2 separate regions of the Mus musculus genome follow, and region 2 is linked to region 1. A link is a contact called in public promoter capture Hi-C data. All regions are on one chromosome and are shown on one strand. Each heading gives the region's core, a stretch centred on a gene start, on an enhancer-like site or on the middle of the called end of the contact. The rest is flanking DNA. Distances are from core to core; before and after follow the strand shown. Region 1 holds the start of 8430423G03Rik (RIKEN cDNA 8430423G03 gene). Region 2 overlaps Gm15997 (predicted gene 15997).

Region 1 (6,498 bases), core at 3,302-5,801:
TACAGTTCATAGTCTGTAGAACTGGAGACAGCCCTGGATCAAGCCGACTTGTGTGGTTGTTGGGGGCGGGGACCAGGTGATGGCGATGAAAATTGATGTCTTTTCTTCATTTGCTTCATAATTCCCAGTACCGTAAAAAGAAGAAAAGAAATCCTGCATAAAAAGAAATGCGTAGAAATCTTGTTCCGGTCAGTGGGGATGAAGAGCAACCTCTCGCCTTGTGGTTCTGTCCATGCTTGGCAGACGGAAGCAGGAGCCAGAGACTCTGCTCAGCCTGCAGACCGTGGCCTGAGCTGCTCTGCTGAGTCACTGTCTGACAGTGACAGGGCACAAAGTGTACCACAGGACTGCAAACTGCTTTATGCTGTAGGAAGGATAAATATCACGGAAGGCACTCTTTCTTAAAAATAGAAAATTCTCTCCTCTACTCCCTGCTTTTGTGTGTGTGTGTGTGTGTGTGTGAGGGGAGAGAGAGAGAGAGTCTCACCACATGGCTAGGCTTGTCTTAAACTTGTAATCCTCCTGCCTCAGCAGCCCCTCCAAGTGCTGGGTCTATCCAGGTCCAGTTATGGGGCTGGAGAGATGGCTCAGTGATTAAGAGCACTGGCCATTCTTCCTGAGGACCTGGGTTCAGTTCCCAGCACCCACTTAGTGGCTCACAACCATCTGTAACTCCAGTCCCTAGGGAGCCAACACACTCTTCTGGCCTCTGGGTAGACCAGGCACATACTTGCTACACAGATATACAATCAGAGAAGACATCCATACACATAAAATAATTTTAAATAAATAAATAGACCTTAAAAGTGTTTGTTTGTTTGTTTTCTAAAAATCAGCTATGGGATTAGAGAGATGGCTCAGTGGTTAAGAGCACTGGCTGCTCTTGCAGAGGACGTAGGTTCAGTTCCCAACACTTACCTGACAGCCCACAGCTACCTGTAACTCTAGTTCCAGGGGCTCTGATGCCCTCTTCTGGTCTCCACAGACCCCAGTCACTTAAATGTTATATCTGCATGCATGCAGGCACCCACACGTGCAAAATAAAATGATTTTAAAAATACACTATGTAATGTTGTTGTTGTTTTGTTTTTTTTTAAGGCAAGGTTTCTCTATGTAGCCCTGGCTGTCCTTAAACTCACTCTGTAGTTTAGGCTGGTCTCGAACTCAGAGATCTGCCTCTGCCTCCTGCGCGTGCATCACCACATCCTGGCTTGTGGCCTGTTTAAAGTAGAAACTAAATCTCAGAAGACAGAGTAAGCTGCGCTGAAGTCTGCAGCCAAATTTGCCAACGATGCATAAAGTGGAGCAAAAAACGGAGAGAGATCTGTGACTGGAAGTCCACCTGTGTCTCCTTCCCATGTCAGCCCAGCCAGGGTGTAGGGAAAAGCCCAGCGCCATGTTTGCCCTTTCCCAGACACTCCTTGTCCCATTAGGATGACCTTTTCCCTCTTCCAACATCCCTGTGTGGTCACAGCCGCCCCAGTGCCTGGAGTCACTCCAGCATGACTTGTGACTCTGCACTGCTCTTATGCAGGCAGAGGCCATGCCAAAGGGGATGTCTTTGGCTGGGTGTCTGGGATTGCACGGCAATTGGGGGGGGGGGGGTTAATCTCAATCGTGTCTGTTGCTGGAGAGGAGGAAAAGAGAGTTGTTCTTCTGCTCTCCCCACCCCTCCTCCATATCTGTCCCTTCTACCCTGGAAGGATGGAGGGGGAGGAGGAAAGGTCTAGTGAGCCTCTTAAGGAGAGCTGGGTGCACCTCAGACCTCCAGAGTGGATGCCTGTTGACCACAGCTTAAGGATCCTGGGACAGACATTCTGCAGCCTCCTCAGTCCATCAGGTCAGAGACTGAAGTGAAATGGGAAAAACGTATTTTTCTTAGTATTATACTAACACTAGCATAATTTTAAAAATATAAGACCAATTATTGAAGCCAGGGCCCAGGAGTAAAAAAAAAAAAAAAATCAGGAGGCAGATTTCTGAGTTCGAGGCCAGCCTGGTCTACAAAGTGAGTTCCAGGACAGCCAGGGCTACACAGAGAAACCCTGTCTCGAAACCACCCCCCCCAAAAAATTAATTATTTTTATTCTTTTATGTGTTTTACCTCATGTGTGTCTAAACACCATATGCATGCAGTGCCCACAGCGGCCAGAAGAGGGCGATAGATTCCCTGGAACTGGAGTTAGAGTCGTGAGACATCGTATTGGTGCTTGGAGCTGAACCTAGGTCCTCTGCAAGAGCAACATGTGCTCTTAGCCACTGAGCCATCTCCCCAGCTCCCAGACTGAATATTTTGTACATTATGTTCTGGATCTGATATCTCTACACCCAGTTCTCAAACAAAACATTTAAACAACTTGTGTTGGTAGGGATCAAATCTAGAGCTTGTGTATGAGATTAACACTTCACTACTGTGGCCCATCCTTAGACCTGAAAGAGCTCCTGTTGTTTGCTTTCAGAGTGGAAACGATTCCTCTTCTTGTTATAGGTTCTGCGATTGTGAGAATCACCCTCTATTTGGCAGCTTCCAGTAAGGATGCGGGCCCAGTTTGCTCTCATGTCTTAGGGTTTTATTGCTGTGAAGAGACACCACGACCAAGGCAACTCACTTTAGTGGGGCTGGCTTATAGTTTCAGAGGTTTAGTTTATTATCATCATGGTGGAAGGCAGAGCTAGTGCAGGCCGACTTGGTGCTGAGAGTCCTACACCTTGATCCAAAGGCAGCCAGGACGAGGCTCTCTTCTGCACTGGGTGGAGCACTAGGAGACCTCAAAGTCCTCCTACATAGTGACATACTTCCTCTAACAAGGCCATTTCTACGCCAACAAGGCCATGTCTCCTAATAGTGCCCCTTCCCATGGGCCAAGTGTATTCAAACACACGAGTGCCTGTCAGCCTCCAGAAAGGCTGTGTGGTCTCACCTCCCTCAGCCCCTTTCCAGTGTCTGTGAGTGGCTCTCCAAGACCAAGGCTTGGCACTTCTGTCACAGGGGCAAGTCTGGCCTTGTGGCCTCTGTTTCTGTTTAGCCCCATGAGCTAAAAATAGATTTACCTTTCTTAAGTGTTAAAAAAAAAAAAGTCAAAAGAAGAATGCTAGTAAATGACACCTAAAAAAAAAGTGTCCATTAATAGAGTCCGTTGGAACCAGTCGACTGTTCATTTATTTCTGTCCCAGTTGATACTATTTGTAGCTGCCTTCCCACTCCAATGGCAGTTGTGGGTGGCTGCGGTAGACACTAGGTGGTTTAGAGAATCAAAAAAAAAAAAAAAAAAAAATTCCCATGAGTCCCTTCGCCCCTTCGCCTGTTTCAGAATTCAGTCTTTCTGGGCTTCTCCTCTATGTTTTCACCATGGTGCTGGTAGTGGCTGTCCTGAGGAGCCCTGTAGGCCTCAGTCTGGAGATGGGAGGGCTATCTCTTTCCTCAGAGGGCTGGTCAGATCCATGGTGGTCGGGCTGTTTCACCTAAGGCTGCAGATGGAAGACAAGAACAATCACAGAATCTGGAGAGGAGAAAGGTGTCAATTGGGGGTGGTCGAGGGAGGATGTTGCCAGACCACACACATCCCAATGTGGCCAGGGCATTTAAATCTCCTTGACAATTCTTGCCTAAACTAAACAGTGGGCCAACTGGGGAACAAGTGACCAAGCCAAGATTGTACGAGTGCACGTGTATGTGTGTATGTGTGTGTGTGCACGCATGTGTGTGTGTAAATAACACAATTCAGGGACATGAAAGGAGAGAGGACTTGAGGGGAGTAGGGGACCAGGAAAAGGCCAGTAAGCAGGGTCAGATGGGGCAGAGTAGTGAGAAGGAAGACAAAGTATAATTAATTACACAAAATTACCAAAAATGCCACAATGTAACGCATTAAACTGACTCTCAAAGTAATTGAGGGGAAAAAAATGCATTTACAAAATAAAGTTTCATGGCATAAAATTGTTACAGGAATTTTTTTAGGGTCAAAACCTGGGCCCTGGAGACCCCAGTGATCTTGGAAGGCATCTTTCTTCCTTGGCGTGGTGTTCATCAGGAAGCTTTTTATTGACGGTCTTATCTCCTCCTGGTCCTTGGGCTCCTTGCTCTGTTCCACAGCCAACTCCTCAGTCCACACAGTAAGAGGAAATAAGGAAAGAGAACTCCCTGAAACAGAAAGACAAAACGGGGCCTAGAAATCTACAGACCGGACTGGCCGGCATCGGGACACATGGCCTCTCTTAGCTACAATGGTCATGTGCGAGCAGGAGCGTCGCCCCTGCTGAATGAAACCGGTGTTCTGATAGAAAGCAAGAACGGAGGGATCAGTACCAGCCTATATTGGATCCCTGATCTTGCCAAACTTGAGAGTTATGGAGGAAAGAGCCCACGCCATTGAGTCCTCCTCTGTCCCTGGTGAAGGCGAGAAAAAGCAAACCTTTTCTGAGTCGTGACAGCTGGGGGATGTCCCGTGGCTCCCCTCTTCTTTTTGGCCAGAGAATGTAACTGGTCGTCCCACAGGGTAGCATGTAACCGAGAGGAAATAAACGTCGTGGCTGTGGAATGTGTGGTCTATTGCTCACTGAGGAGGGTGGCGGGGCTTTTTACAACAGGAAGCCCAGGATGGATGGCGAATCGTAAGGAAGTAATCAGTGTGGTATTTCACTTCAGTTGGAGGGAGTCCGTTCGCTGCCTCTTAGCCTGGTTGCTTGAGGAGTCGATTTTCCCCAACCACTTACAGCTGTCGTGTTTTGTAGTGATTTCTATGTGTTATGTTTGGGGTTCTCAACTTAGAACAAGGCTCGCTTCTTCTTCAATTTGTTGCTTTCTTTAGTACTTCCAACAGTTCAGCCAGCCAAGAAACTGTGTGATGGGCCTGAAGCTACGGGGAGGCAGCACCCTACCATGGGGCAAGCCCTGCCTGCGGGGGAACCATTTAGATTGAACTAAAAAGAAACAGTGGCGAATGGTGGGGCTCAGGAGTGATCTGCCACAGCCACCTGGAGAACAAAACTAGGAAACATTGTATATGTTTTTAAAAAGTTACTTATTATTTTGTCTCTGTAGTCATGAGGATCAAACACGTTTGATCTACAGTTTATCTATCCCCCAGATCCTGAGCCAGTGTTTTTGTATCTTGGGTCGGTTGACTTGCGCTCACGTCAGTCAAATGCGACGACTGTAACTTTACAAGCAGAATTGCATTTCATAAAAAGCTCAGCCTTGGGGCTGGAGAAATGGCTCAGTGGTTAGGAGCACTTCCTGCTCTTGTAGAGGCCCCAAGTTTGGTTCCCAGCACTCGCATGGTGGCTCACAGCCACCTGTAACCGCCACTCTCGGGCCTCTGTGGATTAGAATACAAGATTTTTCTCCTTTGTAGTTTTTATAATTCTTATAGTCTACAGGCATGACGTGTGTCTTGAGTAACGGGCATGCGCATTCCTGCATATGTGTGTGTTTGTACAGGGTCTCCTTGTGTATCTCAGGCTGCCCTCAACTTTGAAATCTTCCTGCCTCAGTCTCCTGGGTACCGAATTTGCTAGCATGCCAAGCTTGGTTTGCATTTTTGTCCAGTGTTTCTTCAGGTCTATGTCCAGTCTCTCAAGCAAAATATAAACTGCTTTAGGTGCGGGAAGATGCTGTGGAATAATATTTGGATTCTAGGGTTGGACATTTTTTAAAAATGGATATCTTGAATGTTTAACTAAGAACCTGTCTTTCCACATAAATATATTTGCAAATCTGAAAACAGTCTTTTATTAGACCAAACATATACTTTAAAAAAAAAACCCTTTCCTTTAACATGTTATTTTTATAGGTGCTAAAAGAAACAGCGCGGTGGTAAGGAGAGCAGACACTTGCTGACTTCCAGCTGTGGAGGGGACACCTCTGATTGCTTTCATTCTAACAGCTCGGAGAGGCTGGGGTTACTGTCTCACTCATCCTACATCTCAGGAAACCAAGGCATGGGGCTGACATCCACGCCAAGGTCAGGATGCCACCCAGGTTCAGGCCGCCAGGGCTCGCTCAAAGGGCTTACCCACCACACACACTGCAGCTCACTCACAGCAACACGGGAAGCCAGAGAAGAAGCAGCCGAACTGTAATTAGAGGCCAGAGGAGGAGACGCAGAGACCATCTCAGGATTTATGCCTGAGTGGTGGTGATGTGGCGAGAGTCCTCTGTGTAATGAAGATGTCACCTTCTAATGAGTTTGGAAGAAAGGAGAGTGTGTTAGCCGGAGGTCTATTTTTGGATCTTTATCTTCTGATATTATGAAGAAGAAGATGAAACCTCCTGACTGTTTTTTCTGTCTATGGGATCTCTGATTGGAATTATTCTTTCAAGGATGCACTCCCCAGACTCGGGCTGAGGGGAGTTTGTTCAGTTTTTCATTAAAAACGGCTCCCACACCTAACAGGTTCTTCATCTTTTTCACCTTCATAGCTAGGAACTCTCCCACAGGGGGGTCTGGAGTTCTTGAAATATTTTTAGGTTGCCAGGTTTCTTGTGTGGGCTCTCCA
Region 2 (6,054 bases), core at 2,096-4,595, 540 kb before region 1:
TGTGCTTCAGTGTCAAGAATGGTCCTCACCCTTGCAGGTCTCTCCACTGCCGGTGACAGTCTAGGTGCCACCACACTTCTGGTTATTTATCTACTTAGACTTGCTGAACAATGACAGTGTCTTCCAAGGACGGAAAGTGAAACTTCTAGACGTTTCTTGGGAGTAAGACATGAGGAAGGATCAAGTGCAATATGAAGACATTGGCCTAGCACCGGTGGTGGAAGCAACTTTGGGCTTCTCAGAGATGGAAGGAATCTGGTGTCCCAAATCATAAACCTGGGCCAGTTCACACATGGGCAGGTCCTTAGTCATAAACCTGGGCCAGTTCACACATGGGCAGGTCCTTAGTCATAAACCTGGGCCAGTTCACACATGGGCAGGTCCCAGTCATAAACCTAGGCCAGTTCACACTTGGGCAGGTCCTGAGTTATAAACCTGGGCCAGTTCACACATGAGCAGGTCCCAGTCATAAACCTGGGCCAGTTCACACATGAGCAGGTCCCAGTCATAAACCTGGGCCAGTTCACACTTGGGTAGGTCCTTAGTCATAAATCTGGGCCAGTTCACACTTGGGCAGATCCTTAGTCATAAACCTGGGCCAGTTCACACTTGGGCAGGTCCTAAGTCATAAATCTGGGCCAGTTCATACTTGGGCAGGTCCTTAGTCATAAACCTTGGCCAGTTCACACATGGGTAGGTCCTTAGTCCTAAACCTGGGCCAGTTCACACTTGAGCATGTACCAGTCATAACCATGGGCCAGTTTACACATGGGCAGGTCCGTAGTCCTAAACCTGGGCCAGTTCACACATGGACAGGTCCTTAGTCCTAAACCTGGGCCAGTTCACACTTGGGCATGTCCTTAGTCCTAAACCTGGGTCACTTCACACTTGGGCAGGTCCCAGTCATAGCCGTGGGTCAGTTCACACATGGGCAGGTCCCAGTCATAATCCTGGGCCAGTTCACACATGGTCAAGTCTTCCTGTCTACTTTCTTCCTCTGCTTTTTGCTGCCATCTGTCAGAGAAGATGTGTCTAGTCTGACGACGTCTCCTTTTCCTACATCTGAAGCCATTATTCTGCTCTACGAGCAACTCTAGCTCTTGTCTATTCTACCATAAAATTAAAATAGCTCCTGTATACTTGTTGTCCCATAGTGAATTTAAATCCAGGCCGTTTTTTTAGGCCCTCTGTCTTGTTCTGCAGTGGTGTCAGCCCATAGCACTCTGCACCTTCACCCATGTCTCCATCCCAATTCCCATCCCCCACTACCGCCCCCTACTGCTCACTGGGAGTTTCAGAGACTGTCATGCTTCTGACATGATAAACAAAACAAAAAGCAAAAAACAAAACAAAACAAAAAAACAACCAAGCCAAACCCCAGTGCAGTCATAAGCAACAGCTCTGGGCTGGATCATCTGCATCCATCAGTTATGGTGAAATGGTTCTGTGTTCGTAGGGATGCATCTCCCTCCTTAAAACCTCCCTCTAATTCTTCTGCTGTCAGCCTAGGAGGACAGTCGCTAGATCTTTGGTGCTTCTCATCTTATCTTTTTAAAGGACCCTCCATGAAGGTCCTTTAAGGTCTGCAAAATGAGTTGGTTCTAGCTATCTGCCATGTGGCACGGCACAGTGTCCTAGTGAACGTTAAAATTTTACCAGTTAGGGTGAGCCTCTAGCTGGGGATAGCTTAGTTGCTAGAATGGAGCTGGGCCTTGGAATTCTGTGGGTGGGCATCCAAAGAAGAGAGGAAGGATGTGGAGGCACCAGGGGCCTGGGGTGATTAGGGGTGTTCCAACAGCCAGGAAGTGGGTACCAAGCTGATGTAGAGGGATCTGAGTATGGCCCAAGGTTTTCACTGTGTCGTTGGTAGTAAGTGAACTCCTGGTATGCCTAGGGAGCCCAGCTTCAGATCTCTGCTATTGATTTGCCTGGGCGTGAAGGGTGCAGTCTGGTCTCTGCTTTCTTACCTTTTCAGCCCTCAGGCTCTGAGCCGGGTCTGCGTGATGCAGAGGCGTCCTCCTGTGCGTGGGCTCTTGGGAGCTGACCGAGTGGCTCCGCATTCTTTCTCGAGTGAGGCATTCCCGCAGCAGCCAGATAGGGGGCTCCACACTCGGAAGGCAGGGCTCCCCTGAAGGCTGAGGCCTTGCTGGCGATGTCTGAGCTCGAAGCAGCATAGGCGCCCCCAGGATAGCTGCTGGTTTCAGGATGCTGCGTGGACACCACACAGTTCCTTTAGGGGACTCTGAAGAACTCTGGGGTCCACCTAACCTCGCTTGTGCAACCCTCTGGGCAGCCTGGACAGCCACAACCGTAGATAGAACGCTTCACATTCAGAAAATGCTTTTGGGGATGTGGGGGCAGGGCTTCTACTGTCCTTGGCCAAGATAGGAAGCATAAGCACTGTGGGAAGGGTGGGAGGGAGGGTCGGCCCTAACCAAGTCCTCATAAACCGTTTCTGTTCTGACGGAAAATAATGAGGATGTGAGGATGGGTCAAGGCAAAATTCTGGGCAAAGGGAAGGATTGTGATCAAATAAATCAATAACAAAGTGAATCTGACATATATTTCATAGTTTTTATTGTAGTGAGTGAAAATTGGATATAAATGACCACATGTTTAAACGACAATCCTAATTACAGTTCATTTTGCCACAGTGTCACCGGATCCCCAGTGGTACCTTGGATGGCTGGTTCTCCCAGAGAGGGCTTGCATCTTAGAGAAACAGAGGCAGCGGTGGTTTGTCGACTTCTCTTGTGAAGCACGGAGCCCTTTAGGAATTTGTACTTAGAGTGATATCGGCTATGCCCCTGCTTAACCTACAGTGCAAAGATCTTGCTTGTTTATTTCTTGATAAATATATACTAGAAAAAAAGTTTTCTCTTTCGCTGCCCAACTAGGCAAGGAGTTTGTAATCCCATTCCTCCATTTCTTAAGAGACAAAAGATAGATCAGGAGACCTATGGAGAGGTTTTGCTTAGGCCTATCAGCCATAGCACGGTGTCCACTGGCCCTGTTTTCTAGTTAGAAACAAGCATGTCTCGCTGAGCTCTGTCTGAGGCTACACTGGGCACCTGAGCCATCTCTACCGGCTCTCAATGCCTTCTGACAGCCCATGGCTTGCCTAGCCACCCTCTGCGCATGCCTAGTCCGTAGAGACGCAGACACAAAGTATATCAAAGAAAGCTGGTGCAAGCAGGAGCTTAAAGAGCGCTAAGCAATTCAGACGCGAGCTAATCCAAATCATCACAGGGGTGCATTTGTGCGGCGGCCAGATCAGAGCCAACACGGGTGCCCTGGGCTCCCTAGAATCCTGTCTGCCGAATGTGCTTGCAAGGCTGGAAGACAGCAGCTTGCTTCAGATCATGAGCTGGCATGCCCTGGTTGCCCATGGCAACCCAGCTGCTCTGGAGTGCTAGCATTTGTAAATGTGTGTGGGCTTAAAATTGTATTATTGATTCCGTCTGAAAGACGATAGTCTGATTTGTATATAGCTCGGAATAAATTAATCATTATCCTTTATAGCCCAACAGAGTATGAATTTCCTTTTTTTCTTCTTCTTCTTCTCTACCTCGTGGTTTTACTTGAGAGACAGAAAAACACATCAGCAGATGTGAAATGAAATGTTTCCCATAACAACCACACCAGAGGAATCCACAGCCAGAGGACCCGCCTGGAGAGCTGTCCTGTATTACTGAATAAATAACAAATGGATCGGGGTGGGATGGAGCCAGCATCGGGGGCAACCTATTCTAAAAGGGCTGCAGGGTGTAGTTTAGACTACAATGAGATGCAGCTGTGGAAAGGGGGAACTACAGGTCTGCCCAGGCCTCCTCCTTGCTGGGGTTTCTCTTCTGTGCATGCTGCACATTCCTGGGCAGACTGAGGTATCGTTGCCCTAGTCCCTTCACCTTTGCTCTGTCCATGGTCCTTGCCAGTAACTCCGTGCGTCCTTCCATGAAAGGCATCATGCATTGCCCTTGACCGTGGCCTTGGCTCACTCTGACTAATTTGACAAAGTGGCAGAGAGCCAATTCTGAGAGGAGACTTTAAAGGACTCTGAGAGTTGTCCCGGGGTGCTTCTGCCACGCCCGTGAGAACACTGTACCTTCAGTGGGAATGCAAATGAGCACATGACAGACAGCCACCATCCCCACCAAAGGAGCCACCAGGCTCCTACTTGGAGAGTTCCCCAGCCTAGAGCAGTCAGTTACTCCTGCCAAGCTAAGGATACATACCCACTGCTGAATGCAACCAGAGTTTTGTGGATGCTTACTGACAGGCAGTAGCTGATGAACACTGTCCCCCACCCGTCTAATATTAGGGTCATCAGTGGTATGATATGTCTAATATTAGGGTTTGAATATGGTTTGTCCCCAAAGGTCCCATCTGCAACAGGATGATGGTGGGAAGTGTTACGGAACCTTTGGCTCCAGGGAAAGGTAACCACAGAGGAGTGTGGGTTTGCAAGAGTGTGCCTCCAGCTAGCCTCGGAAATTGGGGATTGCGTGCCGGTTTGGCAGCAGCCAGTTGTGGTGGTTAGACGACAGGGAATGTGAGCAGGTTCCGTGGCAATCGGACCATAGAAAGTTGAGCAGATGCCACATGGGGTTAGCCACGGAGGCAGCAAGACCGCCAGGCCCAGAGAGTAGCTATTTAAATTTTTTAAAATATTACATGAAACAGTCCTGTGCATGCTCCTGGCATGATCCTCTAGACCACGAGGTGATGAAGCCAAGGAGTGATCTTCCTTGAGCTGACACCATGGTTGAACATTATGCTGCTGTGAGCAGAATGGATTGCTTTAAGTCCTCAGAAGGTACTGTAAATACCATCTATCTTAGAGTGGACATGTCTACAGAATACCACCATCTTAAATGTGTGCCTTTTCTACCCTTCATCTTTCCACTCCTCAGTCAAGGTGTGGCTGATACAAGTTCATTTAATCAATTTCTGACAAATGTTATGGAATTTCTAATATATCTATCTATCTATCTATCTATCTATCTCTATCTCTATCTCTATCTCTATCTCTATCTCTATCTCTATCTCTATCTCTATCTCTATCTCTATCTCTATCTCTATATCTATCTATCTATCTATCTATCTATCTATCTATATATATATATATATATATATATATAGAGAGAGAGAGAGAGAGAGACCATGGCCCTGAGGATATCACATTGAACAAAGGCAAAAGAGGGTAGGCTAGATATGTAAGGAAAACTCAGGACTTAGCATTTAGCCAACTTATTGTACATTTCTGTTGCTGTAATAAAACACCATGGCCAGGGCAACTTATGGAAAGAAGAGCTTATTTGGGGTTTATAGTTCTGGCTGAGAGACATGACAGTAAGCAACAGGCATGGTGGCTAGCGCAGTCACTGAGGGTTCACATCTTGGGCCTCAAACATGAACCAGAGAGAGCCAACTGGAAATGGTGGGAGGTTTTGAAACCTCAAAGCCTACCTCCAGGGATATGCCTTCTCCCATATGGCCACACCTCCTAAGCCTCCCCAAACAGTGACACCAAAGTAGGGATCAAGTATTCAAAAGCCAGAATCTATGCATGTCAGCCTCATTCAAACCACTACAGTTATTATTTATTAAAACACTAAGAAGTCTCGGTTTTAGGACATGTAAAATAGTAATAGAAGCCATGCTTGCAATATGCTGTTTCAGAGGTGTTGCCTAGGTATGAAAGTAGAGATGTCAAGTGGATAGTGGGATGTCCAAATAAGGAGGTCTTAGGAGGGGGTAGAGCTGAAGAGATAAATGTGGAAGGAAATGCCACCCAACACCAGATGAGCATTCCTAAGCAGACTGCAGAGAGGAGAAGCGCAAGATGGCCTGGTTTGAACCTTAGGCACCCCTGCAGTTAAACAGTATGCAGAGGAAGATGGGTAAAGTACCACGGAGCAGCTAGAAGAGGGAAAACCAAGAGAGCCGCATCGGAAAGACAGGAGTCTGCCTTCCCACCCGGTGTCATCCCTGCCTTCTCTGGCTTACAAACTCAGTTTCTGCTTCAGCATTGGGCCATTGCCCTTCAGGGGA

Evidence for each region. Promoter capture Hi-C pulls out the DNA fragments that hold promoters and counts their contacts.
Region 2: a promoter capture Hi-C map of cranial neural crest shows a contact between it and region 1, with 2.8 times the contacts expected there. The contact joins the enhancer-like site here to the promoter of 8430423G03Rik in region 1. A contact is called at or near these places in 6 of 39 promoter capture datasets (the 3T3-L1 cell line, 3T3-L1-derived adipocytes, cranial neural crest and 3 more) and 2 of 115 datasets of contacts at active chromatin or transcription factors (SST interneurons and pancreatic cancer cells).

The regions. Positions count from the first base shown.
Region 1 is chr5:148,948,303-148,954,800 of GRCm38.p6, reverse strand. 8430423G03Rik (RIKEN cDNA 8430423G03 gene) reads right to left here and starts at 4,551. Exons shown (of 3, transcript NR_040686.1): 1 at 4,413-4,551; 2 at 3,968-4,141; 3 at 3,143-3,468. LOC108169085 (a long non-coding RNA gene) reads left to right here and starts at 1,605. Exons shown (of 2, transcript XR_001785025.1): 1 at 1,605-1,840; 2 at 5,793-6,498. Gm15411 (a long non-coding RNA gene) reads left to right here. Exons shown (of 5, transcript XR_868721.2): 5 at 1-1,060.
Region 2 is chr5:149,486,527-149,492,580 of GRCm38.p6, reverse strand. Gm15997 (predicted gene 15997) reads left to right here. Exons shown (of 5, transcript NR_045423.1): 5 at 2,655-3,525. It also overlaps a transcript of Wdr95 not described here. Among named protein-coding and RNA genes, the nearest start is that of Wdr95, 39 kb to the left of the region's middle. Within about 2 kb of position 3,345, at least 90 of the 459 cell types and tissues checked have an H3K27ac peak or open chromatin away from gene starts, as enhancers often do. A contact at or near this core is called in SST interneurons, where this site is marked.